Linked DNA regions of Mus musculus: all the other regions are linked to region 1. Evidence: chromatin contacts called from public HiChIP or PLAC-seq and promoter capture Hi-C data. All regions are on one chromosome and are shown on one strand. The core of a region is the stretch at or near the end of the contact, and the rest is flanking DNA. Distances in the headings are between cores, read along the strand shown. Region 1 holds the start of Wiz (widely-interspaced zinc finger motifs). Region 2 holds the start of Ring1 (ring finger protein 1). Region 3 holds the start of B3galt4 (UDP-Gal:betaGlcNAc beta 1,3-galactosyltransferase, polypeptide 4). Region 4 holds the start of Rgl2 (ral guanine nucleotide dissociation stimulator-like 2). Region 5 holds the start of Kank3 (KN motif and ankyrin repeat domains 3). Region 6 holds the start of Angptl4 (angiopoietin-like 4). Region 7 holds the start of Rab11b (RAB11B, member RAS oncogene family).

Region 1 (3,867 bases), core at 1,001-3,500:
TAGATGAGTGTTTAGAGAGGTGATTTGTTTATTGTGTTGTTGAGAGGTTGACAGATTGAGTATGTAGATATATGGGTGGACAAATGGGTAATGGATGGGAGAAAGCAACCAGTTTGTGATGTGTGTATATGGGCTAGTCTGGAGGCCATGATCCCAAAACCTAGGCGGAGGAGAGCTTAACATTCGGTACAGACGTAAAGTAATGGAGATGTTTACGTCCAATACAAACAACGAGGAAAGACGACTGACCTTATGACTGGCAGAGATTGAAAGCTAAGAACTGATGCTGGGTGGAGTCCTCAATGAGCTATGAATGATCCGAGAGAAAACTTCTACGTTTCCCTGCTGTGAACTCACCTGTTATTAACAAACCTACATGTTATTAACAAACCTAGTATAGAAAGAACCAGTGGGGTGCAGAGGACAGTATGTTGTCATGGTAACAGAGCCCCTCCCTAGACGCTAAGGTCCTGCGGCTCCTTTAAGGGTGACCTGCTTGGCCACTCCCAATATGGCGGCGCGCCCGTTGGATTCCCCACCCCACCCCCAAAGTGGCACAAGGGGGGGCAGACCTCCTCATCATGGCGGCGCGGCGGGGCTGTCGCGCTGAGGTCACGTCGGCACGCCGGGGGGGAGGGGCGGGGCGGTGGGGGGGGGAGCGATTTAAAGGGACAATGTCCCCCGAGCTGTGGAGGCAGCGGTGGCTGCGGAGGCCGTGGCACCGGCACCAAGAGGGGCAGCAGCTGTAGTGGCAGCGACGGCCCTATGAAGTAGGGGAGTTCCCGGCCAGCGACTACGCCTCCCCCGGTGAGGCTCGACCCAGCCCGGGAAGCTCGCGGACGGGGCGGAGCTGGAGCAGGGAGGGGAGGCCTGGGCCCGGTCGGGCCGGGCGGGACCCCCTGGGGCGGGGGAGGGGCGGGGCCTGCAGGGGCGGGGCCTGCAGGGGGCGGGGCTGTACAGGTGGGGGGAGGATCGGGGGTCTCGAGGCAGGTGTCTCCCCCCCCACCTCAGCTCGTCCCGCGGGGTCTCCCGCCCCGAGGTGCACGGGCGAAGGGCGCATCCTGGGGACCCTGGCTTCCCCGCAGGGTGCGTCCGCGCAGCGCCGCCCCTACCTCTGCGACCCCTGCGGGAGGTGGGGTAGGGAACGACCATCTGGACTGGAGCCCCCTCCCCAAGCTGCCAAAGTGCTCCGAAGTTGCGGTCCTGCCCGATCCCCGCCAGCAGTGCCTACCCGAGTGGGCACCCGCAGGTGCTTTCTCCAGGCCTGGGCAGGGACCCCTCCAGCCAAGACTGTCAACCCACCCTGTGTAGGGCCCCCCGGGAGCGCCCAGGCCCTCGAGGGCAACGCCTGCTACCAGGCCTGGAGCCCCGGCCCCGCCCCGGTTGCCTGGGCCGGGCCTCACCACCATCTCCCTGGGGAGAGCGCCTCATTCCTGCCCTTCACTTTCTGCTCTACCTTGAAGGTATTTATAGGTGGAGAGGACAATCGCCCTCCTCCCCCCCAGGGTCCTTATTTCTGAAACAGGAGCCCCATCGGTCCTTTTCATCCTCGGGCCAGAACAACCAATATCGGTGGAGGATGCAAGCAATACTATTGGAAGGTGGCAGGGTGGAGGAGCCCAGGCTTGGTATGCATGAGAGATCATGCTAAGAGAAGGGAAAGGGTTAATGGTGGGGTCACTTGAGCGTGTGGAGAGGCTAAGGGGTTAATAACCCTACATTCCTGGGTAGGGAGAAGGATGTGAATGTTGGAAAAGTGTAGGGGTAATTGATACGGGGCAACAGAAGTGAGTAAAGTATAAGGGCAAAGATGGGGGCCCTCGAGACCCTGCACTGGGGAGAGAGCGGGGACCCTGGAAACTGGAGGCATGGCTGTAGGTTATGCAGTCACAGGAAAGCAGCTGGACACGGTGAAGCTGTGAGTGAGCCATGGGAGGAATAGGTGGAGGTGGAAGGAGTGATGAGGGAGGGCTGAGGTGACTGAATGTGCGTGTGTAACTGTGGTGAATGGAGGCTGTGAAGAAGCTGGGGAAAGAGAACGCTTTAGTGTACTGAGACTCGCTCCCAGTAGAGGTGATTGGATTATAATAGGAGTGAATGGAACCTCAACACCACTTAACCCCTCACTTCAACTAAGAGACAAACTGAGGCCATAGGCTTTGAAGGAGAGGACTAGGGTTCTGAGAGAGGGGAGAACAAACAGAATTCTCTTCTTACTCTCTTAAGGTCTTCCTTGTCTTTGTCTCCAGGCCCACAATGTCCTGCTGAACCTGCCAGGTACTGAGTGAAGATTCACGGCTGGCACCCATGGAGGGGTTACTGGCAGGTGGCCTGGCTGCCCCGGATCATCCTCGAGGCCCCGCTCCAAGAGAGGACATCGAGAGTGGGGCTGAGGCTGCTGAGGGGGAAGGTGATATCTTTCCATCTTCTCATTACCTGCCAATCACCAAAGAAGGCCCTCGAGACATTCTGGATGGCAGAAGTGGCATTTCTGGTAAGAGGGCTCTGTGGCCCTAAAGAAGCTTCCCACTTGGTCCCCCAGGCCCAGAGAGAGTCAGGTCACCCCACCCAGCAGGGGCTGAGTTGCAATTGGAATTCTGTTCGATGCACATAGCCTCCTTTAGTGCTCCACGTACCGCTTTTCAGTTTGCCCTTATGAAAACAGATGTCTTGGGAGCCCATGACTGGATGTAAGAAACTGGGATTCATACTTGTAGTGTCCTGGCTTTCCTCTCTAAGCTGGACACCAGCTGTATCCAAATCCCATGTCAGTACCCTGAGCTCTTTGCCCAAAGCCCACTTGTTCCTTCTTGCAGTCTTGATGGAGTGGAGCTCCTGAGCGAGTGCCCTCTAGTGGTAAGGTAAAGTCTGGGGAGATTCGAGTTGCCTCTTTCCATCTTGATTTACCCCATACAAGGCTAGCTCACACTGTCCCCACCTCACAATTTGTTGTTCGTTTATTAAACACTGAGCACCTGCTGTGCCACTTTCTGTTCTGGGTGCTGGGGAAATAATCATAAAGAGACAAAAGTCCCTGTCCTCCAGGGGTTGGCATTCCAGAAGGGAAGGTGGACAAGGAACGACTGAGCAGATGTCATAAGGGCAGGTTATGCAGGCTATGCAGATATTAAACTGAGTGCCAGGACCATGGCTGGGCGCTCCAGGAAAAGCCACCTGACACAGTGGTGTTTGAGGCACAGCACAGAATGAGTGGTGGGACGTGCCCAGCAGGTGGCGGGACAGCATGGGCAAAGGCCCTGCAGAGGGGAGGAGCCTGGTATGTTTAAGGACTTAACAGGAATCTGGTGTGGCTGGTCCCCCAAAACTTGGCCTTCTAATAAATTCCGAGCACCTCTTCTGTGGTTCCTACATGCCAAGTTCTTTGTCTTCTCAATTCACATCATACTTAGAACCTTTGTCGGAAGAGCCTCCGTTATTTAGTATCTCATGTTAGGAATGGGAAATTCAAAACCCTGAGGGGTGAAGTCAGTAGTGTGGCCTTACACCCCTCTTCCTTCTTTGTTTTATTCTGTTCTTTATAGAACTGGGGATTGCACGTAGGCCCTTGCACATACTCTGCAAAAGCTGTTCCATTGAGTTCTGCCCCAGCCCTCCTCTTTAGTTTTTTGGGTTTTTTGTTTTTTGGTTTGTTTGGTTTTTTTGTTTGTTTGTTTGGTTGGTTGGTTGGTTTTTTTTTTTTTTTTTTTTTTTTTTTTTTTTTTTTTTTTTTGAGACAGGGTTTCTGTGTAGTCCTGGCTGTCCTGGAACTCACTTTGTAGACCAGGCTGGCCTCGAACTCAGAAATCCGCCTGCCTCTGCCTCACGAGTGCTGGGACTAAAGGCGTGAACTACCATGCCCGGCCCTCT
Region 2 (3,867 bases), core at 636-3,135, 1.6 Mb before region 1:
AGGTTTAGGATTTTGGGGGGGGGGTGTAAGGTAGAGGGGATAGTCAATCTGTATCTAAGGAAGTAAGACTGCCCTTCCCCCACCATCCCCACAGATGTGGCAGATGTGGTTGCATTCTTGGCATCTGAAGACAGTGGATACATCACAGGGGCCTCCGTGGAAGTCAGTGGTATGAGGCCTTCATGGGGAGGAGGACAGGAAAACAGAACCCAGGTTGTAATGAGAAAGTGAGGGGCTCCTGCAGCCTGCAGAGCAGACATCCCTTCTTTAGACCAGGGACAGAAGTGGGTGCCTACATCCCCACCCATGCACCTGTCCCAATGCCTCTGCCCCTCTCAGGAGGTCTTTTCATGTAACTGCCTGATGGAAGCCGGACTCTGCTCACTCCCCCACCACTGCCTGGCCCTCCTGCTGATGAGGACGCTAAGTTCCCAGGCTACAAAAGAGATGGCAGTGTGTGGCTCAGGCATGCTGAATATGGAAGGCAGGGGTGCTTGTGACCCTAATAAATTCCAAATCCTCTTCCCTGCCACCTCCGGTTCTTCTTGTGTCCAAGCCCTCAGACCCTTCCCCACCTCCCCCTCTCTCCCCTTTCCAGGGATTGTTCCCTTTCACTGCCTGGTCTCCCAGGGCAACCCCCGCCGCCGGGTGTGAGAGGAAAGAGTGTATGTCACTGTGTATGCGTGACACTCTGGGTCTTTTCAGAGGGAGGGGATTCTGCCCCCACCCCCTCTCATTGGTTCTGCAGCACCAGTCACCCACCCCCATTCCCCGAGTTCCTTATGGACCCCAAGGGTGATTTGTTCTTGGCCCCATCCTGGTGTCCAGTCTGGCCTTGGAAGGGGGTCTTGGAACAGGTGGCCCTCCCCCACCCCTCCTTTCTCTTTTCCCCTCCCTTCTCTCCACCTTACAATAGCTGCAGCCGGCCTGGGGTCGGATGGGGGGGATTAGGGGAGGGGGCCAGGATTAGGGGAATGGACTAGCCGATGAAAGGGGCTGGAGGAGAGCAGAAGGAGGGGGCTGGGAGGAGGAGGAAGGGGAGGGGGTCCTTGCTAATCGACTCTGGTGCCCACATAAGGACTGGCCACGGACTGAAGGAGAGAACAGGGAAGTAGGGGGTAACTGGGTTGGGGGGCGAGGGGACCCACTGCTAACTTGTCCCAGAGATAGGACACCCCCTGGCAGCCGCTGCACAGGCTGGCGGGGGGGACGAATACCCATCACGGTCTCTTCCTCTGTGCCCCTTATTCCCGACTCTGAACCGGCTCTCAACCGGTATGGCCCTGCTCCTTCTCCTTCTCTCTCCTTCTCGTCCGCTTCCTTCACTCCGAGTCCCGGAGTGGCTTTGCCTACTTTCCCACGCCAGACATTCACTCGTGTGCTCCCCGACTCCCCCCAGGGGCCCGCCCCATCTGGTGTCCCCGCTTCCGCGCGGCGTCTCTATCCCCGGTGCCTCCGATGCGCTTCTCTCCCCGTCCCGGGCCGCGGCTCCTGATTGTCCAAACGCAATTCTCGAGTCTCTGGCTCCGGCCGAGAGTTGCGTCTGGACGTCCCGAGCCGCCGCCCCCAAACCTCGAGGGGGAGAGGCCGGGCGGAGCGCGGGACGGTCCCCGGACACCCGGGACCCCGCCGCAGCCCTAGGATCTCAGGGCGCGCACCCAGCAGCAGAGGTGCAGCTGCGGCCGGCTTTCCGGGGTTCTCAGGCCCGGCTTGAGAGAAGTTGGGGATCAGCGCCACGGAGGGGATCCTCCGCCCTCGGGCTCTCCACATGCACCAGCACCCACCGGGCCGGCTCACCGCGCGCCCGGCGGGGGAGGGGGAACCCGGTTCCACGGCGCGCGTGGCGCGCGAGGGCGGTGACGTCTCCGTCGCGGGGTGGGATACAGGGAGGGCGGAAGTGACGTCGAGCCTCGGCGCCCAGGCCATGGCGGCGGTGGCGGTGGCAGCAAGGGTTGCGGCGTGAGTGGCAGCTGCGGACCGAGCGGACCAGGGCAGCGGAGCCCCGGGGTTCCTGGGGAGAGGCCCGCAGCAGGGCAGCGCGAAGGCCGGAGCTGGGTGAGGGGCCGCGGGGCGCACGCCCAGGGTCAGGGGGCGGGGTCTGCAGAGGGGCGGCCCCGACAGCGTCTCCCCCCACCCCCTTCCGCAGACCTCTCTCAGCGGAGCCCCGCTTGGAGGGGGAGGGTCTGTGCCCCGTCACCATGACGACGCCGGCGAATGCACAGAATGCCAGCAAAACGTGGGAACTGAGTCTCTATGAGCTGCACCGGACCCCGCAGGTGACAGGGATCTTCCAGCCCCAGCTTACCCCCTCCCACCAGCCCTCTCCCTCCCTGCCACACTACTCTTGGCCCGACTCTGTCTTTGAATCACCTTTTATCTTCTCAAAGCACTAAAACACCTACCTCATTTGATCCGATTTAACCCCTCAAAGTGGCCATGGCAGCGAGGTACAGCAGATATCACCGTTTTAATTGAAGCACGGTAAACAGAACTTACCGTCCCGGCCCTGTCCCATCTCAACAGCCACATGTCAATGTACACATATATATATTCATCCTGCGAGCTTAAATATAATTCCCTCTCCAGTTTTCTGACTCACGTGCGCTGGGACGACATCGGAATCTGTTTGACAGACACCCTGAACTTCTAGTCTAGGTAGTCTTGCTCTTTAGAGTTTTAAGAAAGCCTGTTGAGGCCGGATGTGATGGCGAAGGCCTTTAACCCCAGCACTCCTGAAGCCAGGACAGGTGGATCTCTTAAGTTTGAGGTCAGCCTGCTTAGAGGCCTGCCAGGAATACATGCATATGGAGACCCTGTCTTGAAAACAGCAAACAAAAAATGAAGAAGTCTTGTAGCATAAATATCCTCCAACCCATAGATCTGTGCCATTCCCAGCCCTAGTCCTCTCAACAAACCCTGGCCTTTCTGTTTCAAAACTCCTTGTAAATGGGCCCTCATCCCTTCTGTTCTGGTAATCTCCAAGTCATTGGTCTCCTCCATCCCAGAATTCCCATCAGTTTGGTCAGCATGGCTGTCCAGGTTCTTACCTTTCTCAAAGCTTGCCTCTAAAGTCCCCTTCCCCCAACCCACTGCCACCTTCTGATGACCCAGGAAGCCATCATGGATGGTACAGAGATTGCGGTTTCGCCTCGGTCACTGCATTCTGAGCTCATGTGTCCCATCTGCCTGGACATGCTGAAGAACACAATGACCACCAAGGAGTGCCTGCATAGGTTCTGCTCGGACTGCATCGTCACCGCCCTGCGGAGCGGGTAACAGGAGGGACATGTTTGCCATGGGGCCAGGCGGGTCAGCCTGGGCATCCATGATGGGAGTTGGCCCTACAGAGCTCCCTTCCTCCCACACCCAGGAACAAGGAGTGCCCTACCTGCCGGAAAAAGCTGGTATCCAAGCGGTCCCTACGGCCGGACCCCAACTTCGACGCCCTGATCTCCAAAATCTACCCTAGCCGGGAGGAATACGAGGCCCATCAGGACCGGGTGCTCATCCGCCTCAGCCGCCTGCACAACCAGCAGGCGCTGAGCTCCAGTATCGAGGAAGGGCTCCGGATGCAGGCCATGCACAGGTGTGGAGAACCAGAGACCTTGTTACCCATGGGTCTTGTCTGGAGTACGGGCCTGATAGTCTGCATTCGAGCTGCCAGGTGGCGACCGTGCAGCTGACGTTGGGATTTGAGGGAAGTGTCTGTTCTCAAACAAGCTAACCTCTGCCAGCCCTCTTTAGGCCTGTGTCTCCAGCCATCAGATAGAAGCAGGAAGCCTCACTAGTAGGGCCACGGCCTGGGGGGGGCTCCCCCTGAAGTTTAACACTAAGGGCTTGAATCCTGCTCTTTATAACCTGGAGTGT
Region 3 (3,867 bases), core at 485-2,984, 1.6 Mb before region 1:
TAGTCACAAAGTCACACCCACTCTTGGGGCTCAAAAAACCTGTTAAAGGTTTGACTTTGTTCATCTGTGCTGCTTTTGTTGAGTTTGTGACACATGTCCAGTGTGGCCCGAACAGCGTTCCCTTCAGTTAGTAGGCAGGCTTTGTCTCTGGAAAGTGATCTGAAAAATGACAGGATCTCTAACTTAGGCTGGCCATAGCAGTCCCGAGTTCAGGGAGCTGGGATAACATCTGCACAGCCCCTCTGCTTTTGAGTAATAGGGTGTGTGTGAGGGGGCTGGAGAGGTGGCTTGGCTGTTAGAGCATTAGCTGCTCTTCCAGAGGATCCAGGTTCAATGACCCAACACTCAACAACCATTAACTCCAGTTCCAGAACATCAGCGCCTTCTGGCCTCTGGTCAGTGTGCCACAGACACACAGACATACAATGCAGGCAAACATAAGACACAAATAGACTGGGCTAGAGAGAGAATCCAGCTGTTAAAAGCTATGACTTCTTCCAGAGGCTCCCAGTGACCACATGGTGGCTCACAACCATCTGTAATGGATTCTGATACCCTCTGGTATCTCTGAAAACTCTGTACTCAGATCTTTAAAAACAAAAGTCTAATAGCCCAAACTTTTGACCTCAGGGCGTGGGGCGGAGATATGCTCATGTGGTGTTGAGGAAAGCAGACATCGACCTCACCAAGAGGGCTGGAGAACTCACGGAGGATGAGGTGGAGCGAGTGATCACCATCATGCAGAACCCACGACAGTACAAGATCCCAGACTGGTTCCTGAACAGACAGAAGGATGTGAAGGATGGGAAGTACAGCCAGGTGTGTTAGGGGACTGGTGGACACGGGTTGTCCGTTAAAACTGGGTGCAGAATCAGGAGATAAAGTTGTCTCCCCTGTCTCAAAATCTAGGTTCTGGCCAACGGTCTAGACAACAAGCTGCGTGAGGACCTGGAGAGGCTGAAGAAAATTCGAGCCCATAGAGGGCTGCGCCACTTTTGGGGGTAAGTGGGTGATGAGGCTTAAGCTGCCCACTCCCAATCAGGCTGCACAGTCCACCGGCTCGCCTCCTGCTGCTCTGTGACCTGTATCTTTTTCTTCTGCAGCCTTCGTGTCCGCGGTCAGCACACCAAGACCACTGGCCGCAGGGGCCGAACTGTGGGTGTATCCAAGAAGAAATGAGTCTCTGGGCCTTTGCTGTTAATAAATAGTTTATATACCTATGACCTCCGTCTCAGTTTGTCTTCCATCTGATAGTACTTAATGCCACAGCGATCCTGAGCTCTGGTAGTTTAATCTGGCTGCAGGTGCCTTCTGGGTACAGTGCTCTTGGTGCACTTGAACGGAAATGTCCCTCATAGGCTCCTGCTGGTGTTTGCTCCTCCCTTTCTGTTGGGTGTTCACAAGGAGACTGCCTTAGGTGCAGCAAACTGGGCGGCAACCACTGTTAAAGGTGGGGCAGCCGGTGTTGAAAACCTCCAGGGGAAGCTTGGGCAGGCTTCAATTGAGTCTCCTGCCGTAGCCGTGCTAAGCTGTTGTGAAGTGGCTACAGCTCCGCCAGATGCTGCTGCTCGGGTGAGTTAACAGCAGATGCTGGCTGCTCTAGAAAAGCAGCCTGGTATTCCGCGTGCTTTACAGTAGGGACGGACCGGGAAGGGCTGGACCTATGTGAAATGCACGCCGCTTGTCGGCTTCCGGCCTAGAGAGGCATGATGGGAAGGTGCGGGGAGGGGCGGGATGGAGCGGAGTTCCGCGTGCACGCTAGCTAGGGAAACGAAGCCTTCCGGGGCCAGCTGTGGTGGGCCAGGGCCGCATTGCACGACAGCATCTGGAGAACAGCATCTGTGATGCGCCAGAGCCCCGCGCATGGGTCACCGCGTCTCCTCAGCAGCAGCTGGTTAAAGCCGTCCTCCCACCTCCCCACGCTCTAACAGCTGTGCCCACAGGTCTCTGCGGCACGCCATGCCCCTCAGCCTCTTCCGGCGCGTCCTCCTGGCGGTCCTACTACTGGTGATCATCTGGACCCTGTTTGGACCTTCAGGCTTGGGGGAGGAGCTGCTGAGCCTGTCCCTGGCATCCCTGCTGCCGGCCCCAGCCTCGCCAGGACCGCCCCTCGCCCTGCCCCGCCTCTTGATTTCTAACTCTCATGCCTGTGGTGGCTCCGGACCCCCTCCCTTCCTGCTCATCCTGGTGTGTACGGCCCCGGAGCACCTGAACCAGAGAAACGCCATTCGGGCATCTTGGGGTGCCATCCGCGAAGCCCGGGGTTTCAGAGTGCAGACGCTCTTCCTCCTGGGAAAACCTAGAAGACAGCAGCTTGCTGACCTGTCCTCAGAGTCAGCAGCACACAGGGATATCTTGCAGGCCTCCTTCCAGGATTCCTACCGCAACCTCACCCTCAAGACCCTCAGTGGACTGAACTGGGTGAACAAATACTGTCCTATGGCCCGCTACATCCTCAAGACGGATGATGACGTGTATGTCAACGTCCCAGAGCTGGTGTCAGAGCTGATACAAAGAGGGGGGCCTTCGGAGCAATGGCAGAAGGGCAAAGAGGCCCAGGAAGAGACAACAGCTATCCATGAAGAGCACAGAGGCCAGGCAGTGCCCCTTCTGTATTTAGGCAGGGTGCACTGGAGGGTGAGACCCACTCGGACACCAGAGTCCCGGCACCATGTGTCAGAAGAACTGTGGCCGGAAAACTGGGGTCCTTTTCCACCCTATGCCTCGGGCACAGGATATGTACTGTCCATCTCTGCTGTGCAGCTCATCCTGAAGGTGGCCAGCCGGGCCCCACCTCTACCTCTAGAGGATGTCTTTGTGGGAGTAAGTGCAAGGCGAGGGGGCCTTGCCCCCACACACTGTGTCAAATTGGCTGGTGCTACCCACTACCCCTTGGATCGGTGCTGTTACGGGAAGTTCCTGCTGACATCCCACAAGGTGGATCCCTGGCAAATGCAGGAAGCTTGGAAGCTGGTGAGCGGCATGAATGGGGAGAGGACTGCACCCTTTTGCTCCTGGCTCCAGGGATTTCTGGGTACCTTGAGGTGCCGGTTCATAGCCTGGTTCAGTAGCTGAGAACCCACAGAAAACAGCACCTCAGAGACCTTTCCCCAAAGTTGGTGCAGAGGCTGCAGATCCCTGTGGTGATCTAGTTCCTCCATTTTCTCACAGCAAACTCTGAAGCTGCAACCAACCAAGTTTACCAAGATAAACTTGGGCCCTGGCCTGCCAGCTCCGGGGAGGGATAAAGCCAAGGGCGGGAAGGGGACTCACAAGCAGGGACAAGGGTCCAATAAACATGTCTCTCTACCTCAAGTGCAGCGTCTTCACCAGGCCCCCAGCACACCTGGAGAGCCCAGAGCTTTCAGTACTGCTGCATGTTGGTCTTTGCGACAACCACAATGGGGATAACGCCCCCCTCTAGGGTGAAGGCTTGGGCAGTGGTGGGGAGACAGGCAGGGCAGTGAGCTGAGTCTAGAATAGCCACACAGGGAAGAGCAGACCTACAGGATGGTCCAGACACGTCTCCAGAAACCTTGTTTAATGCCCACACACCCAAGGAGCTGTCTGCTCCTACCCAGTTAAGATGTAAGGCACATGGGACAATTTCCCTATGGATCTTTGTGTTCCCTTTATATATGTGTGTGTGTGTGTGTGTGTGTGTGTGTGTGTGTGTGTGCGCGCTGCCCCATGTGGGCATGGAAAGGTAAAAAGACACTTGTGTGTTTTCTCCTGCCAAACGTGTTTTCTGGGAACTGAACTCAAGTTTGGCATCAAGTGCCTTTGCCCACTGAGCACTCTGGCCCCTAAGGGTCAACTTGGAGACCGCCTTCTCTGGCTCGTCGTACAAATCTATCCAGTGCAGAG
Region 4 (3,867 bases), core at 578-3,077, 1.5 Mb before region 1:
GGAGCAAGAAGAGGAAGTGAGTTCCACAGCACCTCCAGTCCCCAGCCATTGTCCCCAGGCCCTGTTCCTCCCTCTGCACCCCTCACCTGTGATGGCGGGGGACAATACCAGCGAGTGCGAGGGGTAGAGGGTACTGGTGACCCCAGGTCTACCCCACCCTGGGGCTCAGACAGCCCCCCCGGCCACCTCAGAGCTCGGTGGGATGGAAGAGGTTGCAGTGAGGGTTTCAACTGAATGCAGGAACCCCTCTTCTGGCCACCTCCAACCCCCCTTGTCCCACAGCTGAGCCCAACGCAGAAAAGCAGGGCGCAAAGTCAGGAGCAGAGCGCGCCCGAAGAGGCACAAAGCCAAAGGAAGAGAGACCTGAAGCAGAGAGAAGCTGAAACTTCACAAGGCCCGCCCTCCCTGACAGAACCAGAGGAGCCCAAATTTAGTCCTTCCGCAGAGACTCCTTTTCCCCAGGTCCCCAATACAGCTTCCACTTAATCTCAGCACTGGGGACCCCCTGAAGGTGGCGGCTCCAATCCCAGTTACAAGAAGGGGAAGTAAGGATGATGGGGGGGGGGGGCGGTAGACTCAGAGTCATGTGGCCCTAGCCCCTCCCCCGACCGATCCCGAAAAACCAGCCTTGCTAGTCACCCTAACTTTACCAATGTCGGGGCCCAGGAGTCTGGATCCTCGGGCTCCGAATCTAACTTCTGGACCCTCCTGAATCCCTAAATCTTGCTGCGGACTACATCCTATCAGTCTCTTTGGACGAAGATGACCACGCTCTACCTATCCCGGGATCATCTCTCCAGGTGCCGGAACCTCTTGGCTTGCTGCCCTCTATTGAGCACCAGGGGGTGGGGGAAGAGGCGGCGAAATCTGAGGGTTCCCTCCCCAATCCTAGAGTCTGAGGAGCTGGTTACTGTGGAAACAAACCCCTCCCAGCCAAACAAAAAACGAGGAGGGAGACAGGGACCAAGATACAACTGCCCAGTGGCACCCGTCTAAGCAGGTATGGGCAAAGAGGGCCTGAGCCCCGCAGGCACAGTCAGCCCGTCTGCCAGCCAGCCATTCTGGTTCCGGCAGGTTCCTACGGGCAGGTTCCGAGCAGACAGACAGGGCGAACTTCATAGACACCAGGACCCGCAGCCAGGGGACAGATATCCAGAGAGAGTGTGGCGGGCGGGATGCGAGTGAGGCGGGGAGGAAGAGACCGAGGGACCCAGAGACACCGAAAGGAGGAGAGTCTCAGAAATATTTAATGCCCTGCCTCCCGCCACCCGCGTCTCACCTCTTCTTCTTCCTCATCCTCTTCCTCCTGCCCCCCGCCCACGGCCCGGCCACCTGGGTCCCCACCCTCTTCGGGGTCCCGGCTCCGGAAGCTGCTCAGCACGACTCCCCCGGGGGGGGTCGTGTCCAAAAGCAGCCGCAGGGGCCGCGGGAGCATGGCCGAGAGAAGCAATCAGCGGGGTCGGGCCATGGGGGCGCCTGGGGAGAGACGGGTGGGATTGGGTGGAGTCAGACGGGCGTGGGGGAGACGGACAAGAAGGGACCTAGGTGGGAGTCCCTGAGGAAGGCTGGGGGAGGGAGATACGGGAGTGGGGAAACCCAAGCCCTCGGTGCTTGCTTGGGACTTGGGGGCTAACTAGTGCGGAATGGGCAGGGTCACCCGGTGCTCCGGCTCTGACCTGCTCGGGAAGGGCGAGGGCTGCGCGCGGGTCCCGGGCCTCTGTTCTTGTCGGTCTCTGGCCCTCTACCGAGTCCCCTCCCCGGCTTTTCCGCGATGCCCCCCTCCTGCACCCCGCCGGGCTCCCGGGCCCTCCCGCCCTTTCCGCTTCCCCCCTCCCCGCGTCCGCCCGACAGCAGGAGCCAAAAAGGGAAGGAAGTGAGGACAGGAGCCAGGGAGAGCGACTAGGGGAGTGCTGGACGCCAGGGGCTGGGACGCAGGCTGCAGGTGCACTACTCCGCTGTCCCTTGCAGCCCCACTCGGTGGCTCTGAAGCCCGCGTCTCGCAGCAGACACGCTGGAGACCAGGGTCCTGTCTCAAGCCTCCACAGGAAGGCAAACACGGAATTTTAAGTCACTTTTTCTAACCAGAGCGGCGCTGCAACTGCCGAGGAAAGTGCCCTAGCAGTGGCGCGACCCCGTTACTGCAGCTCGAGAATGACACTGCCGCCCCGGCACGAGTGCAACGGAGCGAATCCGCGCCGGGTTTTCTGTGCCGCCCTTATGCCCGCCCACTCGCGGGGAGGGGGCGGAAGCCGGCTAGTGCGGCGCTTCCGGTTCCACTCGGGTCCGTCGCTCCGGGCGTCCGGCTCTCACCGTGCGCCCGAGCGCGCGCGGTTCCCACGGTGGCTATGTCGTCTCCCGGGTGCGAGACGAGGACCGGGAGGTGACCGAGGTTGGCTGTGCTTGGAAACGGGAGAATGAGAGGCCCGCATGGAAACTCGGAAAGACTTTATTAGCTCACGAGGACCGGCGAACAGGAGAGGACGAACCACACGGGGACATTCGTAAAGGGCCGAGACCCACCAGGCCCGGAGATGGTAAAGGTGGACCAGGCAAAAGAAAAGCTGTGGTAGGAATGGAGAGCTGGAGAGGTAGGCTTTAGTCCGCGAGGGAGACACATGGACCTTTCCGTCTCTAGACTACTGCTGTGGGCTGTCCCTGAGGTCTCTAGAATCTTAAGATGCTATGAAGACCTTTCGTCCTAATCCCCTGGCCAGTGGTTCTCAACCTTCTTAACATTAACGCAGTTCAAGTTGTAAAATTATTTTCTTTGCTACTTCGTAACTGCCTTTACTACTGTTGTGAATCCTAATGTCTGGTATTTCCGATGGACTTAAAGGGGGTTGTGAGCCACAGGTTATGAACCCGCCTCTCTGGCGCATACACTGGTTCTTCTCAACCCTGGGACTCTACGCATGTGTGTTCTTATATTTAGTTCTCTCAACAAAGCCCCGCCAAGTAACCCCGACTGACCTGAAACTCCCTATTTGTAGATCAGGCTGGCATGGAAATGTCAGAGATCCACTGCCTCTGCCTCCCGACTGTGGGCATCAAATGAGTGTGGCGCTAAGTCTCGCTTTTTTCTCATCTTAAAAGTTTAGTTCGAGTCCAGCGGTGGTGGCGCACGCCTTTAATCCCAGCACCTGGGAGGCAGAGGCAGGCGGATTTCTGAGTTCGAGGCCAGCCTGGTCTACAGAGTGAGTTCCAGGACAGCCGGGACTATACAGAGAAATCCTGTCTCCAAAAACCAAAAAAAAAAAAGACCTCTAGGCATGGTGTCCAGTGCCGTTTGTCACTCCGAGGCAGAGGGACAGGTGGATCTCTGGGACTTCGAGGCCAGCCTGGTTGGCTTGGTGAGGGTTCAGGACAGCCAGCCAAGGCTACATAGAGAGACCTTGTCTAAAAACAAGAACAAAACAAGAAAGATTGAAACAAACAAAAAAACCTTAAAAAAAAAAATCCGAGCTATTCAATGGAGGGAGAAGAAGAGAAGAAGGCTGTTGTTCTGGGGCAGGGGCTACTGGAGTCATCTGGGCCAGAGATGAGGGTGGCTTCCACAGACGAGAACTTCTTTACTGTGACTTCTGCAAGAGAAGAAAGAAGTGGGGAATTGGAAGTGTTGGGAGGGAAGTGAGTTTCTCCCAGTTAATGTAGAAACATTCTCACAGTTACAGGCGTGGGAGCAGGCTGGGGCTGTCATTTCCCACCGGCCAGACATGGTCATGAGTGTCCTCGCTCCTGAGTCTTCCAGAAGACCCAGTGGGTCAGCTGAGAATCCAAGCAAACCCCACCCCTGGGCTGTGCTCTGAGCTTTGGAAGTCCTTATGTTGTCTACATGTTTACATTGCCTGGATAGGTCAGAGCCGGACT
Region 5 (3,867 bases), core at 979-3,478, 1.4 Mb before region 1:
ATCAAATGACAAGGGTCGTACTCAACCGTAAGCACTGAGTCATCTTTCCAGCCCATTAGTTTTGTTTTCTTTGGTTTTGTTTTGAGACAAGGTCTCAGGAAGCCTAGGCTGGCCTCCAACTCCTTCCATAGTTGACAGTGAACTCAACTCCCCTCCCTCCAACCCTTGAGTGCTGAGATGATCACGTGTGCTTTACCACACCTGGCTTGTGCAGTGCTGGAGATGGAGCACAAGGCTTTCATGCACACTAAACAAATACTGTAATAAGAGAGCTACTGCCACAGCCTCAGTTTCCCTCTTTTACATATGGATCAGCTTCGTTTTGTTCTGTTTTGTGTTTGAGAAAAATTCTCCCTATGTTATCTAGACCAGGCTGGCCTTGAACTCAAAGAACTTGTTCTGCCTCTCCCTGCTGAGTGCTGCCCTGTTTGCTTTTTGTTTTATTTTATGTATTTAAGACAGGGTCTCACTATGGAGAGCTAGCTGGCCTGAAATTTGCTAATCAGGATGGCCTCTAAAAAGAGATTCCCCTGTCTCTGCTTCTGGAATGCTAGGATTTCAGGTATGTACCACTACGCCCAAATGAATGCTTTTTTTTTTTTTTTTTTTTTTTTGCCCTCAGCCCCACTGACAGAAGCTAGGTGAGTTTTAAGCTACACCACTAACCCCTTTTTAATTTTTTTTTTTTACATTTTATTTATTTTATGTAGGAGGTGGAAGGGTGGGTGGGTGCAAGGATGCCATGGGGTGAGAGTGGAGGGCAGAGGGCAGCTCTATAGAGTCAGTTCTCTCCTTACACGAGTAAATCCCAGGGATGCAACAAGGATGTCATTCCCTGATCAAGTACCTTTACTGGCCAATCCATCTCACTGACCCCTTTACTCAATTGTTTAAACAGGCGTTGAACTCACTCTGCAGCTCTCAGGCAGGCCTTCAACTTTCTTTTCTTTTTTTTTTTTTTTTCTTCGAGACAGCGTTTCTCTTTATAGCCCTGGCTGTCCTGGAACTCACTTTGTAGACCAGGCTGCCCTCGAACTCAGAAATCTGCCTGCCTCTGCCTGTGCTGGGATTAAAGGCATGCGCCACCACGCCCGGCGCCTTCAACTTTTAATCATCCTACCTGGACCTCTCAGGTAACTAGGATAATAGGCGCTTTTGGAAAGATTCCCTTTTGCTCCCCTAGAAACTGCAGGGAACCCAGGCCACATATCACCCTCCCAGCTCACAGCTGTCAGTTCCAGCCTTGGGAGTAAGGAGTGTGGTGGGGCAAGCCAACATTAGACTGCTACACAAGCCAATGCCTCCCGGAGTAGGGCGTGTAGCTGCCCTCATATCTCCCACACTGCCTGGCTATCAAAGTTAAATCCGGATCCCCTGCCTGAGACCCCCTCATTAGGCTGTCAGAGCTGAAGCCACACGCCCCCACACCCAGCCCTGGGACTATTTCGGGACACAGAGCTGCGATCAGTCTAGAGAGCTGTGATCAGGAGAGCTGTCATCAGGAAACCTGAAGGACAGGACACAGAGCATGCATACCCGAGGTCCTGAAGAAGTTATGTCTTACTGATAAGGCTCTAGGTGGGAGCCCTTCATGTTGGGATAGGATTCTCAAACGCAGGATGGGGGAAAGAGCTAGATGATGGCAGGACAAGGGGTCCTTGAATCATCACACACACACACACACACACACACCTCCCCAAACATACAGAACCAAGTCCGCTTAGAAAAGACAGGGCAGTTTCCTACAGGAAAAACCGCTGGGCGGTTCCATCCGCTGCTATTGTCAGTAGGTCCGGGGAGTGGGGGACATCCGTTCCTCCCTCCAACACCGTTTCCGTACCATCCGCCCACTCCACCCCACTGCAAGAAACCCATTCCCAGGTCTTCAAGCCAACTCTGGGGAAGGGTCCCCTAAGGCATCTAGGAGACTAAAATGCGCACAAGTTCCTCTGGTTAGGTCCTGGATGGCCATGTGGTGGCGATCTGCCTAATAATCTAGGGTCCCCCCTCTCCGGTCGGCTTTAAACCACCTGAGGCTCCCAATGTCCAAATGGTCACCATTACAGGACACGGCGCCCACCCCGTTGCAACGCACAGAACCCATAGAAGGGGGCTAAAAGCATCACACCCCTCCCGGACACTTGGGTCCACTGTTCCCCTCCAGGACTCGCGTGGTTGACTTTACCTGAATGAGAAGCCCCGGCAGCGCCCGCACCGCACCCGAGCCCGCCCCCTCGAAGCTCCGCACGGGTTATCAAGGCTTTCACCCCTAACTGACGGCTTTTTCAGCCAACCAGAGCACGAATCTAACCGAACTATCCAATTGTAAGACAGAGTGAGCCATCTGGGCGGGGGCAGGGTGGGGACCCGCCTGAGGGCGGGCCTACAGTAGAATCTGAGAAGATCAGAGCAGGGCAGTGGGATGCTGCTCAGCCAGCTACCTCTAAATCCTGCCTGGTTCAGGAGTAAGAAAAGAGGTTTCATTCACAGGACAGTAGGGAGCTACAGGAAAAATCTAAGCAAACTATTCTAATGGGATTTATATAACGAGTTTAATTCCTACTGTCTTGTTGAAGTCGTAAGAGCCTGGATCTTGTCCACCGCAGGAACTTTGCATATATTGTGCCACTTTAAGAAATATTATCTGGGGGCTGGTGAGATGGCTCAGTGGGTAAGAGCACCCGACTGCTCTTCCGAAGGTCCGGAGTTCAAATCCCAGCAACCACATGGTGGCTCACAACCATCTGTAACAAGATCTGATGCCCTCTTCTGGAGTGTCTGAAGACAGCTACAGTGTACTTACATATAATAAATAAATAAATCTTTAAAAAAAAAAAAAAAAAAAAAGAAATATTATCTATATGTGATACTTTCCTATATTTCTAAGTGTTCAATCTATGTGCCCCTGAAATCTATGTGCCACAAGAAAACAAAACAAAAAACAAACAGAATCCTTAGCACAGCCTTTCCCTAGTCATTATCATTGCCATAGCAATGGTTTATTAACTAAATAGCAATTTTCATTAGTAGAAAGGCAAGGTTACTATCATCACCCCTACTAGACATTTTAGGATCAGGAAACTTTTTATCCACTGCCTCAGGCATACACTAGTTACTTAATAAATGTCTGCTCTACTGGAGATATCTAACTCAATGGTACAGAACTTGTCTAGCGCACCTATCACAATAGATAGGTAGGAAGACAGACAGACAGAGACAGATAGACAGATGAAAATAATGTAAATATAATAGACACATACAGGTGTACTTATAAACATACTGAGATTATAGATCAAAAAATTGTCACAGAAATAAATTAAAATTACATTTGTGAAGGTCAGTGAGATGACTTAGCATGTAAAGGTTCTTGCTGCCAAACTTGACGATCTGTGTTTCATCCCTAGGACCATGTAATGCAAAGAAAGACCCAACTCCTACAAGTTGTCTTCAGATCTCCATAGTGTGCTATATACATCAACCTATGCACATACATACCATATATCAATAAAACTTTTTAGCTGGGCAGTGGTGGTGCACACCTTTAATCCCAGCACTTGGGAGGCAGAGACAGGCAGATTTCTGAGTTTGAGACCAGCCTGGACCACAGAGTGAGTTCCAGGACAGCCAGTGCTATACAGAGAAACCCTGTCTAGAAGAAAGAAAAAAAAAAAGTTTTAAAAGTACATTTAACAACAACAACAACAGAAAAAGCAGAGGCAGGTGGATTTCTGAGTTCCAGGACAGCCTGAGCTATACAGAGAAACTCTGTCTAGAAGAAAGAAAAAAAAAAAAGTTTTAAAAGTACATTTAACAACAACAACAAAAAAAGCAGAGGCAGGTGGATTTCTGAGTTCGAGGCCAGCCTGG
Region 6 (3,867 bases), core at 612-3,111, 1.4 Mb before region 1:
AGGCTTCAGGGGAACTGTCAGAAAAAGGAACACCAATGCAAACTTGTTGAATAAAAACTTAACCAGGCAGCATAAACAAGGAAAGCTGTCTGCCCCACCCCAGTCCTCTTTTGTCTCTGCCTTGTCCCTCTCCCCTGCTCAAAGGTAGGATTTATACACAAACTAAAAAACTCAGTACAGGATCTAGGCTGTATGGAATGAGTGAATGAATGGATGGGTGTGGAAGGGAAATCTTTGCTGATGTTCTCTAGATTGTTTGCTTTTTAAATTTTTTTTAAAAAAGATGTATTTATTTTATTTATATGAGTACATTGTAGCTGTCTTCAGACACACCGGAAGAGGGTATCAGATCCTATTACAGATGGTTGTAAGCCACCATGTGGTTGCTGGGAATTAACTCAGGACCTTTGGAAGAGCAGTCAGTACTCTTAACTGCTGAACCATCTCTCCAGCCTGCTTTTTAAATGTTTAAATGACTGTTTTAAATTGTGTGCATGTGTGTGAGTGCCTGAGGAGGTCAAAGTCACCATAGCTCCTGGAGCTGGAATTATAGGTGACTGTGAGCTGTTGGACTTAGATCCCCTGCAAAAGATGTAAATGCTCTTAACTGGTAAGATAGATTTCCAGTTCCTCCTGGCTTTTTTAGTTGTTGTTGTTGTTGTTTTGTGACAAGGTCTTCTTCCTGGATGGCCTGGAACTTCACTATGTAGACCAGGCTGACCTCAAACTCACAGAGCTTCCTCCAATTGCTTCTTGCTCTGCAGTGCTGGGAGTTAAAGTATGCATAACTATGAATTGTTTTTGTTTTGTTTTGAAACAAGGTCTTGCTGTTTCAGCGTTGACTGGTCTGTAACTTACTATGTAGAGCAGGCTAGCTTGTAGCTTGTACTATTCCCCTGTGTCCTGCGTGATGGGTTTACAGGTGCGTGCCACCAGTTTTGTTGTTGCTGTTGTTGTTTGGAGACCTGGCTCAGAGTAGCCCAGGCTCTCTTAAACTCACTTGTGTAGCTCAAGATGAATTCCACACTCTTCTGCTCCATGCCCCAAGAGCTGGGATGACAGGTCTGTCCTCAGACACTGATCCTCCTTTAACGCAGGTAAATTCCTGGACACCAAGACCCCTGGTGGTGGAGGACAGGCAACAGGAGGAAGCCTAGGGTTGCAATCTCTACAATGTAGACAGAAATCCCAGCTATTGACTATTTGGCCAGGAAGAGGTGACTAATTGAACAAGGGTGTTAGTGATCCTCACAAACACATCTGCAATGACGAATGCTTGAGCTGGAAAGAGCGTGGGAGCCAGAAAGGTGGTGGAAGTGAGAGTGGGGGCAGGGGTTCCGCCTGGTCTGTGGATTAAAGATCTCAGGAAGCCTCTAAGAGGCAGAGAGCAAGGTTCTGTAATCCCCCACTTGCCATCTGAACTCAGCCTACCAGGGAGAGAACTTTCTGCCACGTAACTCTGCCCTACTTTGCTTTTGACTTGAGAAGGGGTCAGTCAAGAAGGCATCCACGTAGCGGGAAGGGGAAAAAAAAAAAAGAAGGCATCTACGTCCTGATTTGTACGCCCTTTCCTCCATTGAACCGGGCTGGGATGCGGGCTAGGGCTGGGAATTTCCGGCCTTAGGATGAACCATGCAGTGCACAGACAGTCACGTCGCTTATTAGGTCGCAAGGAAGGCGAAGCAGCCATCCCCAAGAACTCTTCATACACACACACACACACACACACACACACACACACACACACGCCACACACACACACTCGTAACTACAAAGCCTGTGGCATTGCACCCTAAAACTTGGCCACTCGCTCCGCCCCCGGGCCCCGCCTCCAATGCTCTCCCTCCCACTCCCACACCCGCTTTATAAAGTGGGGCTTTAGGTGCAACCGTGAAACGCTTATGAGCTACGGGCTCCAGATCTTCTTCTGCACCAGAGCAAGTCTAAGTCTGAGCCGGCTCCCCCAGAACTCCAGCTGCTGGGTCTTGAACTCCTGCGTTCCGGAGTCCTAGCGTTGCTGCACCCAAGGCCACCCCCAGAATCATGCGCTGCGCTCCGACAGCAGGCGCTGCCCTGGTGCTATGCGCGGCTACTGCGGGGCTTTTGAGCGCGCAAGGGCGCCCTGCACAGCCAGAGCCACCGCGCTTTGCATCCTGGGACGAGATGAACTTGCTGGCTCACGGGCTGCTACAGCTCGGCCATGGGCTGCGCGAACACGTGGAGCGCACCCGTGGGCAGCTGGGCGCGCTGGAGCGCCGCATGGCTGCCTGTGGTAACGCTTGTCAGGGGCCCAAGGGAAAAGATGCACCCTTCAAAGACTCCGAGGATAGAGTCCCTGAAGGCCAGACTCCTGAGACTCTGCAGAGTTTGCAGGTAGGCGCATCTACTAGGACTCTGACTCTACTTAGACTAACGAGTCTAGTACTCCAGGACCTGGGTGGAGAAGGGCCTCAGAGCAGACTGTGAAAGGGTAGAAGGGAGGGTGAATAAGAGGAGGTTGCCGACATAAAGCCAGGTCTTCACTAGCCTTGCATATCTTCAGACTCAGCTCAAGGCTCAAAACAGCAAGATCCAGCAATTGTTCCAGAAGGTGGCCCAGCAGCAGAGATACCTATCAAAGCAGAATCTGAGAATACAGAATCTTCAGAGCCAGGTAATTACCCCAGCAATTGGCCCAAATGGGAAAGAGGAAACAAAGTGGGGGTGAAATGTAGTGATGAAATGTGGCTAAGCAGTTGTTATGGCATGAGTCAAAAGATCTAACCACCCGTTTCCTGCCCGGTCTTAGATAGACCTCTTGGCCCCCACGCACCTAGACAATGGAGTAGACAAGACTTCGAGGGGAAAGAGGCTTCCCAAGATGACCCAGCTCATTGGCTTGACTCCCAACGCCACCCACTTACACAGTGAGTATCTCTGGTCTTTGCTGTCATCTGGCAACTCCCCAACCACCCCACTTGCCATTCCAATCCTTAGCCTTCTTGTCAGGTCCACCTTAATAGGAAAGAAAGAGATTCTGGCCTTGGGTTCCTGTGGGCTCACTAGGCTCTCATCAAGGGTATTTTTATATATTGCACCCTCTTCACTTATGATCCTGCTTGGCCAGACCACCCCACCATTCTTTCCCAGCAAGAATCTTCCCAAAATCTTATTAGCCGTTAACCAGAACAAGTAGAGGAAGGCAGATCATAAGGAGCTAAAGTTTCAGGGGTTCTGGGAGATGGTGGTGTAGCTCAGGGACATCATGCAAAGGAATCCAGGGCTGTGTGTGGATGTGTGTGCGTTCCCGAGGTTTGGAACCCTCCAACATCTCTTGATGTAACTATAAAAGGGAAAACCAGAGTAAGCACACCCCCACCCCGGCTCCTAGACTAGACACATCCTCTTACATCTTACAGATACAGATCCTTTGTCCTGTATGCTTCCATCCAGTCACATACACATATATACATAACAGTTTCGATCACAATTTCTAGGTCTTAGATTGTGGATGTCCATGCCCAATACTTTGTTTCAAATTGAAGTGTGTGTGGAGCTACGCAGTGCGGGATGGGCGGGTGGGGGATGGGGGGCACAGAGTCAGAGGCTCCCAGTTCCAACCCTGAGTTCATGCCTATTCGTTCACCCTTCTTGACATCTGTGGCTCTCCACAGCCAACTAGGTGAAAGTTTGGATATCCCCTTCACACCCTAAGGCTGCTTGCTGGCTTTCAGCCCAATCCTCCTTAGACTTAATTCCTCCCCTGGCTTTTACTTAGGCAAGTACCTAGGCATGGCGAGGGTCATGGATGAGCTTTTCCAGGGTCGGCAGGCATAGGTTCTGGATGGGTGATGTGGTGGAAGAGAAGAGCTGAGGGGGTGGTTTTGT
Region 7 (3,867 bases), core at 862-3,361, 1.4 Mb before region 1:
GAAACATGAATACAGGACCCTAAGGTTTCAGATCCCCTGAAACTGTGGTTACAGATGGTTGTAAGCCACCATGTTGGTACTGAGAATCAAACCTGGGTCTTCTATAAGAACAGAATGTGATCTTAGTGGATGAGTTATCTCTCTAGCCTCTTATTTTTGTTTGTTTTAGTAAGGGCCTCAAACTCCATATGTGGCAGGAGATGACCTTGGACTCAACTCTCCTAATGGCATATGCCACCACACCCAGTTTATGTGCATACTAAGAACTCTCATTTGAGCCCCATTTTCAGCCCCAAAGCAGCTTCTAAACACCTGTTATAGTGCCAGTAATAACTTTTCCCCCACTTCAGTGCTAGGGATTGAAATCAAGCCTTTGCATTCTAATTAATTTAGCTTCCAGCTTGAGAGATTTCTCAGTGGTTAAGATCATTGGCTGCTCTTACAGAAGACCCAGGTTTGATTCCCAGTGCCCACATGGTGGATCACAACTGTCTATTACTCCAGTTAAGGATCCAACATCATCTCTGACCTCTATGGGCACTGCAAACACATAGTGCACAACATGCAAACATAACACACATACACATAAATAAAATTAAGCTGCATTGCTGTTCCTTACTATTCTCCCAATCTCTTAATATCTGTTAAACAAAGACTTCATGGCCCAAATGAGCCACATAATCTCAGGAATACACAAGCAGAGAAAGAAAATGAAATCAGAGAGGTAAATTTTTAAAAAAAGATTTTATTTATTTATTTTATATATGTGACGAGTACACTGTATCTGTCTTCAGACAAACCAGAAGAGGGCATCAGATCCCATTACAGATGGTTGTGAGCCACCATGTGCTTGGAATTGAACTCAGGACCTCTGGAAGAGCAGTCAGTCTCTTAACCACTGAGCCATCTCTCCAGCCCCCGAGAGGTAACTTCCAAGTTACCAGTGTACAAGAGAATCATAAGTTCAAAGTTGGCTAGCACGAGGTGGCGTGTTTAGCGGCGCAGAGCCAGGTGGATCTCTCAGTGTTAAATATCAGGTTCTAGGCAGGGAGACCCTGTGCTCCAAATAAAACAGAACAAGAAAAAAAGAAGTTAGTTCAAAGTAAATATGTATTGTTATCATTCCTTCTAGGCTCCCAGTTACCTGGCAATAGCTAGGTATGACTAACTCACTAGAAAAGGGGCTGTTTGCCCCCCTCCTCTCTTATCCTACACTCTGCCCCTTCTCCCTGGCCGGCCTCTCCTCTTCTCTCTCCACCCCCCTCCTTGCCACTCTCTCTCCCTTTCTCTATCTCTACTCCCTCTTCAATATGAAGCTAGTCAGGGTAACTTGAGGCCTCGTCTCAACAAACAAACAAACAAACAAACAAACAAGCAAACAAACAAAATCAAGCTGGGTGGTGGTGGCCAATGCCTCTAATCCCAGCACTTGGGAGGCAGAGACAGGCAGCTCTCTGTGTTCAAGGCCAGCCTGGTCTATACAGGGCAAGTTCCAGATGGCCAGGGCTACATGGTGCGACCCTGTCACAAAAAAAAAAAAAAAAAAAAAAAAAAAAAACAATAAAGAAAAAAGAAAATCAGACAGGTATAGTCTGATCCATATCACCAATTCCAGTCTAGCTAGGGTTTCATAGTGAAAAACCTGTCTTAAAAAAAGAAAAGAAAAAATATGAGTAATGGTGAAAGCAGAAAACAAGAGAACTTTTTGAGAAGAGGAACAAATAAAAAAGCCTAGGATCCCCATTTGTTTTGGAGGTACTGACATAAGCTTTGTATTTAAACAAAGAACTGGGGAACTGCAACCCAGAGAAGGCACCCCCAATCAACGAACATACGCCCGGAAATGGTCATTTATGGGGCTAGAATAAGAGGTCGGAGGAGACCCACTGATCTATGATGTCATCAGGACGTTAAAGTCCGTAACGTCACCTAGAGGTAGCTCAATTTCCCTTCCCCTACAGGTTCGCTGGAAGGCCCAGTCTGAGTTCAGTCTCTCATTGGTTACGCACTCTGTCAATCCACTTCATTGTTCAAGTGTTCCGTCCCGCCTTCCCCCATCTGCTTTTGATAGGCTGCTGAATCTGTCATTTCAAAAAGGTCCGCATTCCTTCCGCCTTTCTCCGGGAGACCGAGGGCTAGAAGGGTGGATCCCAGGAGGCTCCTACCCCCCGAGCTCGGTTTCTCAGCCTGATTGGCTTGTCCAGGTGCCTGTCACTACCGCTTTCACCGTTGACTGGCCTTTAGACCGCCGCTCTACGCGGCGCCGGTTCCGCCCCCGACGGGTGTTTGTGGTGGGGCTGCGGAGTCGCCGATCCCGCCGGAAGCGCCAGGACAATGGGGACCCGGGACGACGAGTACGATTACCTATTCAAAGGTGCGCCTTGTGGGGTACAGACAGGCGAGGTGGCGGTAGCGACTGGAGGGCCGAAGCCGTGCTACAGGAACAGAGAGCTCAGGGTGGAGGCCCGGACTTCAACGGGGCCTATCCGGGCTGGGAGTCGGAGGAAGCCGGGGCAAGTGGAGTTCGCTAGGCTTCGGGCCCTAGTACGCAGTGGTGAGGAAAGGGAGGCTCGGCGAGGCCTACGGACCCCGGATGCGCCGGGGCGGGGCCGGGGCCTTGGGGGGGTGGGGCCCGAGGTGGTAGGAGAGGCCGTTGGGGCGGGGCGTCCCGAGGGGCGGGGCTTTCCTGGGTTTGGCGGGCGGACTGCGTTGAAAGCAGGATTGTAGCTGGTGTTAAGGCGAAGGAGAAGGTTGTGGGCGTGCCCACAAAGCCTGATTGGTGTGAGCCTTCTAGGACTGACTGACACACCCGGGGCCTACCTTGGAGTGGAGCCTGGATCATGTGCAGGAACCCTATATTATGGTGCTTTGGAATTGGGTAGATTGGGGCCTGTCTGTCGACTAGTTCAAACTCTTGATATTCATGGAGAAGTGATTCAGTTGGTAGCATTCCTAGCAGCAGCATGCTCAAAGCCCTGGATTTTATCACTAACACCGCCTTGGTGATGGTGCAGGCCTGTAGTCGCAACACTTGGGAGGCAGAGGTAGGAAGATCAAAAGTGCAGAGGCCAGGCTGGATTACTGGAACCCTTTCTCAAAGGAAAAAAAGAAAAACCACACATGGACAACGTTAAATGCAGTACCTGTACTATTCTGAAACTTTTTAATAATGGTCCCTTTTACTCCTCCTTATTAGTTTATACAGCCCATATTATCCAGGAAACAGGCCAGTAGTGGTGCACACCTGCAATCCCAGTACTCAGAGTTGGAGGTAGGAGGATGTACTGGCTAGTTTTGTGTCAACTTGACACAGCTGGAGTTACCACAGAGAAAGGAGCTTCAGTTGAGGAAATGCCTCCATAAGATCCAACCGTAAGACATTTTCTCAATTAGTGATCAAGGAGGAAAGGCCCCTTGTAAGTAGGACCATCTCTGGGCTGGCAGCCTTGGGTTTTATCAGAGAGCAGGCTGAGCAAGCCAGGGGAAAGCAAGCCAGTAAAGAACATCCCTCCATGGCCTCTGCACCAGCTCCTGCTTTCTGACCTGCTTGAGTTCCAGTCCTGACTTCCTTGGGTGATGAACAGCAGTATGGAAGTGTAAGCCGAACAAACTCTTTCCTCCCCAGCTTGCTTCTTGGTCATGATGTTTGTGCAGGAATAGAAACCCTGACTTAAGACAGGATTTCTTTGCAGTTCAGAGCCAATCTGGGATGGTGAGGTAGCGTAGGTATTTGTGTACACTGCCAGGCCTGATGACCTGAGTTCAATCTTGGGACCTTCATGGTGGAAGAGAGTCTGCAAATTGTCTTCTGCCCGTCACAGGTACTCCACATCACATATAGAGATAAACTGAAAAAAAATCGTGTAA

Evidence for each region. Promoter capture Hi-C pulls out the DNA fragments that hold promoters and counts their contacts. HiChIP or PLAC-seq counts read pairs in DNA pulled down with a chosen protein or histone mark.
Region 2: a promoter capture Hi-C map of hippocampal neurons shows a contact between it and region 1, with 3 times the contacts expected there. The contact joins the promoter of Ring1 here to the promoter of Wiz in region 1. A contact is called at or near these places in 1 of 39 promoter capture datasets (hippocampal neurons) and 4 of 115 datasets of contacts at active chromatin or transcription factors (T-cell acute lymphoblastic leukemia, astrocytes, large pre-B cells and 1 more).
Region 3: an HNF4G HiChIP or PLAC-seq map of pancreatic cancer cells shows a contact between it and region 1. The contact joins the promoter of B3galt4 here to the promoter of Wiz in region 1. A contact is called at or near these places in 1 of 39 promoter capture datasets (cranial neural crest) and 3 of 115 datasets of contacts at active chromatin or transcription factors (embryonic forebrain, embryonic limb bud and pancreatic cancer cells).
Region 4: an HNF4G HiChIP or PLAC-seq map of pancreatic cancer cells shows a contact between it and region 1. The contact joins the promoter of Rgl2 here to the promoter of Wiz in region 1. A contact is called at or near these places in 9 of 39 promoter capture datasets (the HPC-7 cell line, cranial neural crest, embryonic stem cells and 6 more) and 5 of 115 datasets of contacts at active chromatin or transcription factors (embryonic hindbrain, embryonic limb bud, embryonic midbrain and 2 more).
Region 5: a contact with region 1 is called in a promoter capture Hi-C map of hippocampal neurons, with 5 times the contacts expected there. The contact joins the promoter of Kank3 here to the promoter of Wiz in region 1. A contact is called at or near these places in 5 of 39 promoter capture datasets (the 3T3-L1 cell line, HPC-7-derived erythroid cells, cranial neural crest and 2 more) and 6 of 115 datasets of contacts at active chromatin or transcription factors (astrocytes, embryonic forebrain, embryonic stem cells and 3 more).
Region 6: a contact with region 1 is called in an HNF4G HiChIP or PLAC-seq map of pancreatic cancer cells. The contact joins the promoter of Angptl4 here to the promoter of Wiz in region 1. A contact is called at or near these places in 5 of 39 promoter capture datasets (cranial neural crest, frontonasal cranial neural crest, hippocampal neurons and 2 more), 2 of 115 datasets of contacts at active chromatin or transcription factors (astrocytes and pancreatic cancer cells) and 1 of 9 other capture datasets (embryonic stem cells).
Region 7: a promoter capture Hi-C map of liver shows a contact between it and region 1, with 3 times the contacts expected there. The contact joins the promoter of Rab11b here to the promoter of Wiz in region 1. A contact is called at or near these places in 9 of 39 promoter capture datasets (3T3-L1-derived adipocytes, the HPC-7 cell line, HPC-7-derived erythroid cells and 6 more) and 1 of 484 Hi-C or Micro-C datasets (B cells).

The regions. Positions count from the first base shown.
Region 1 is chr17:32,386,200-32,390,066 of GRCm38.p6, reverse strand. Wiz (widely-interspaced zinc finger motifs) reads left to right here and starts at 2,250. Exons shown (of 11, transcript NM_001372227.1): 1 at 2,250-2,494. The coding sequence starts at 2,308.
Region 2 is chr17:34,022,698-34,026,564 of GRCm38.p6, reverse strand. It overlaps Ring1 (ring finger protein 1), which reads left to right and starts at 1,885. Exons shown (of 7, transcript NM_009066.3): 1 at 1,885-2,055; 2 at 2,147-2,276; 3 at 3,112-3,272; 4 at 3,371-3,586. The coding sequence starts at 2,199. It overlaps Mir219a-1 (microRNA 219a-1), which reads left to right and starts at 1,473; the gene lies at 1,473-1,582. Mir219c (microRNA 219c) reads right to left here and starts at 1,553; the gene lies at 1,494-1,553. H2-Ke6 (H2-K region expressed gene 6) reads left to right here. Exons shown (of 9, transcript NM_013543.2): 8 at 95-169; 9 at 340-532. The coding sequence ends at 356.
Region 3 is chr17:33,949,355-33,953,221 of GRCm38.p6, reverse strand. B3galt4 (UDP-Gal:betaGlcNAc beta 1,3-galactosyltransferase, polypeptide 4) reads left to right here and starts at 1,734. Exons shown (of 1, transcript NM_019420.2): 1 at 1,734-3,310. The coding sequence starts at 1,960. The coding sequence ends at 3,075. Rps18 (ribosomal protein S18) reads left to right here. Exons shown (of 5, transcript NM_011296.3): 3 at 631-819; 4 at 910-1,001; 5 at 1,104-1,224. The coding sequence ends at 1,179. It overlaps Wdr46 (WD repeat domain 46), which reads right to left. Exons shown (of 15, transcript NM_020603.2): 15 at 3,527-3,867. The coding sequence ends at 3,807.
Region 4 is chr17:33,927,854-33,931,720 of GRCm38.p6, reverse strand. It overlaps Rgl2 (ral guanine nucleotide dissociation stimulator-like 2), which reads right to left and starts at 1,827. Exons shown (of 18, transcript NM_009059.2): 1 at 1,677-1,827; 2 at 1,280-1,476. The coding sequence starts at 1,435. Tapbp (TAP binding protein) reads right to left here. Exons shown (of 8, transcript NM_009318.2): 8 at 2,431-3,581. The coding sequence ends at 3,570.
Region 5 is chr17:33,808,884-33,812,750 of GRCm38.p6, reverse strand. Kank3 (KN motif and ankyrin repeat domains 3) reads right to left here and starts at 2,228. Exons shown (of 11, transcript NM_030697.3): 1 at 2,186-2,228.
Region 6 is chr17:33,779,569-33,783,435 of GRCm38.p6, reverse strand. It overlaps Angptl4 (angiopoietin-like 4), which reads left to right and starts at 1,861. Exons shown (of 7, transcript NM_020581.2): 1 at 1,861-2,373; 2 at 2,543-2,653; 3 at 2,789-2,906. The coding sequence starts at 2,044.
Region 7 is chr17:33,758,730-33,762,596 of GRCm38.p6, reverse strand. It overlaps Rab11b (RAB11B, member RAS oncogene family), which reads left to right and starts at 2,111. Exons shown (of 5, transcript NM_008997.3): 1 at 2,111-2,374. The coding sequence starts at 2,335. Gm17251 (a long non-coding RNA gene) reads right to left here and starts at 2,739. Exons shown (of 2, transcript XR_003952408.1): 1 at 2,010-2,739; 2 at 730-1,055.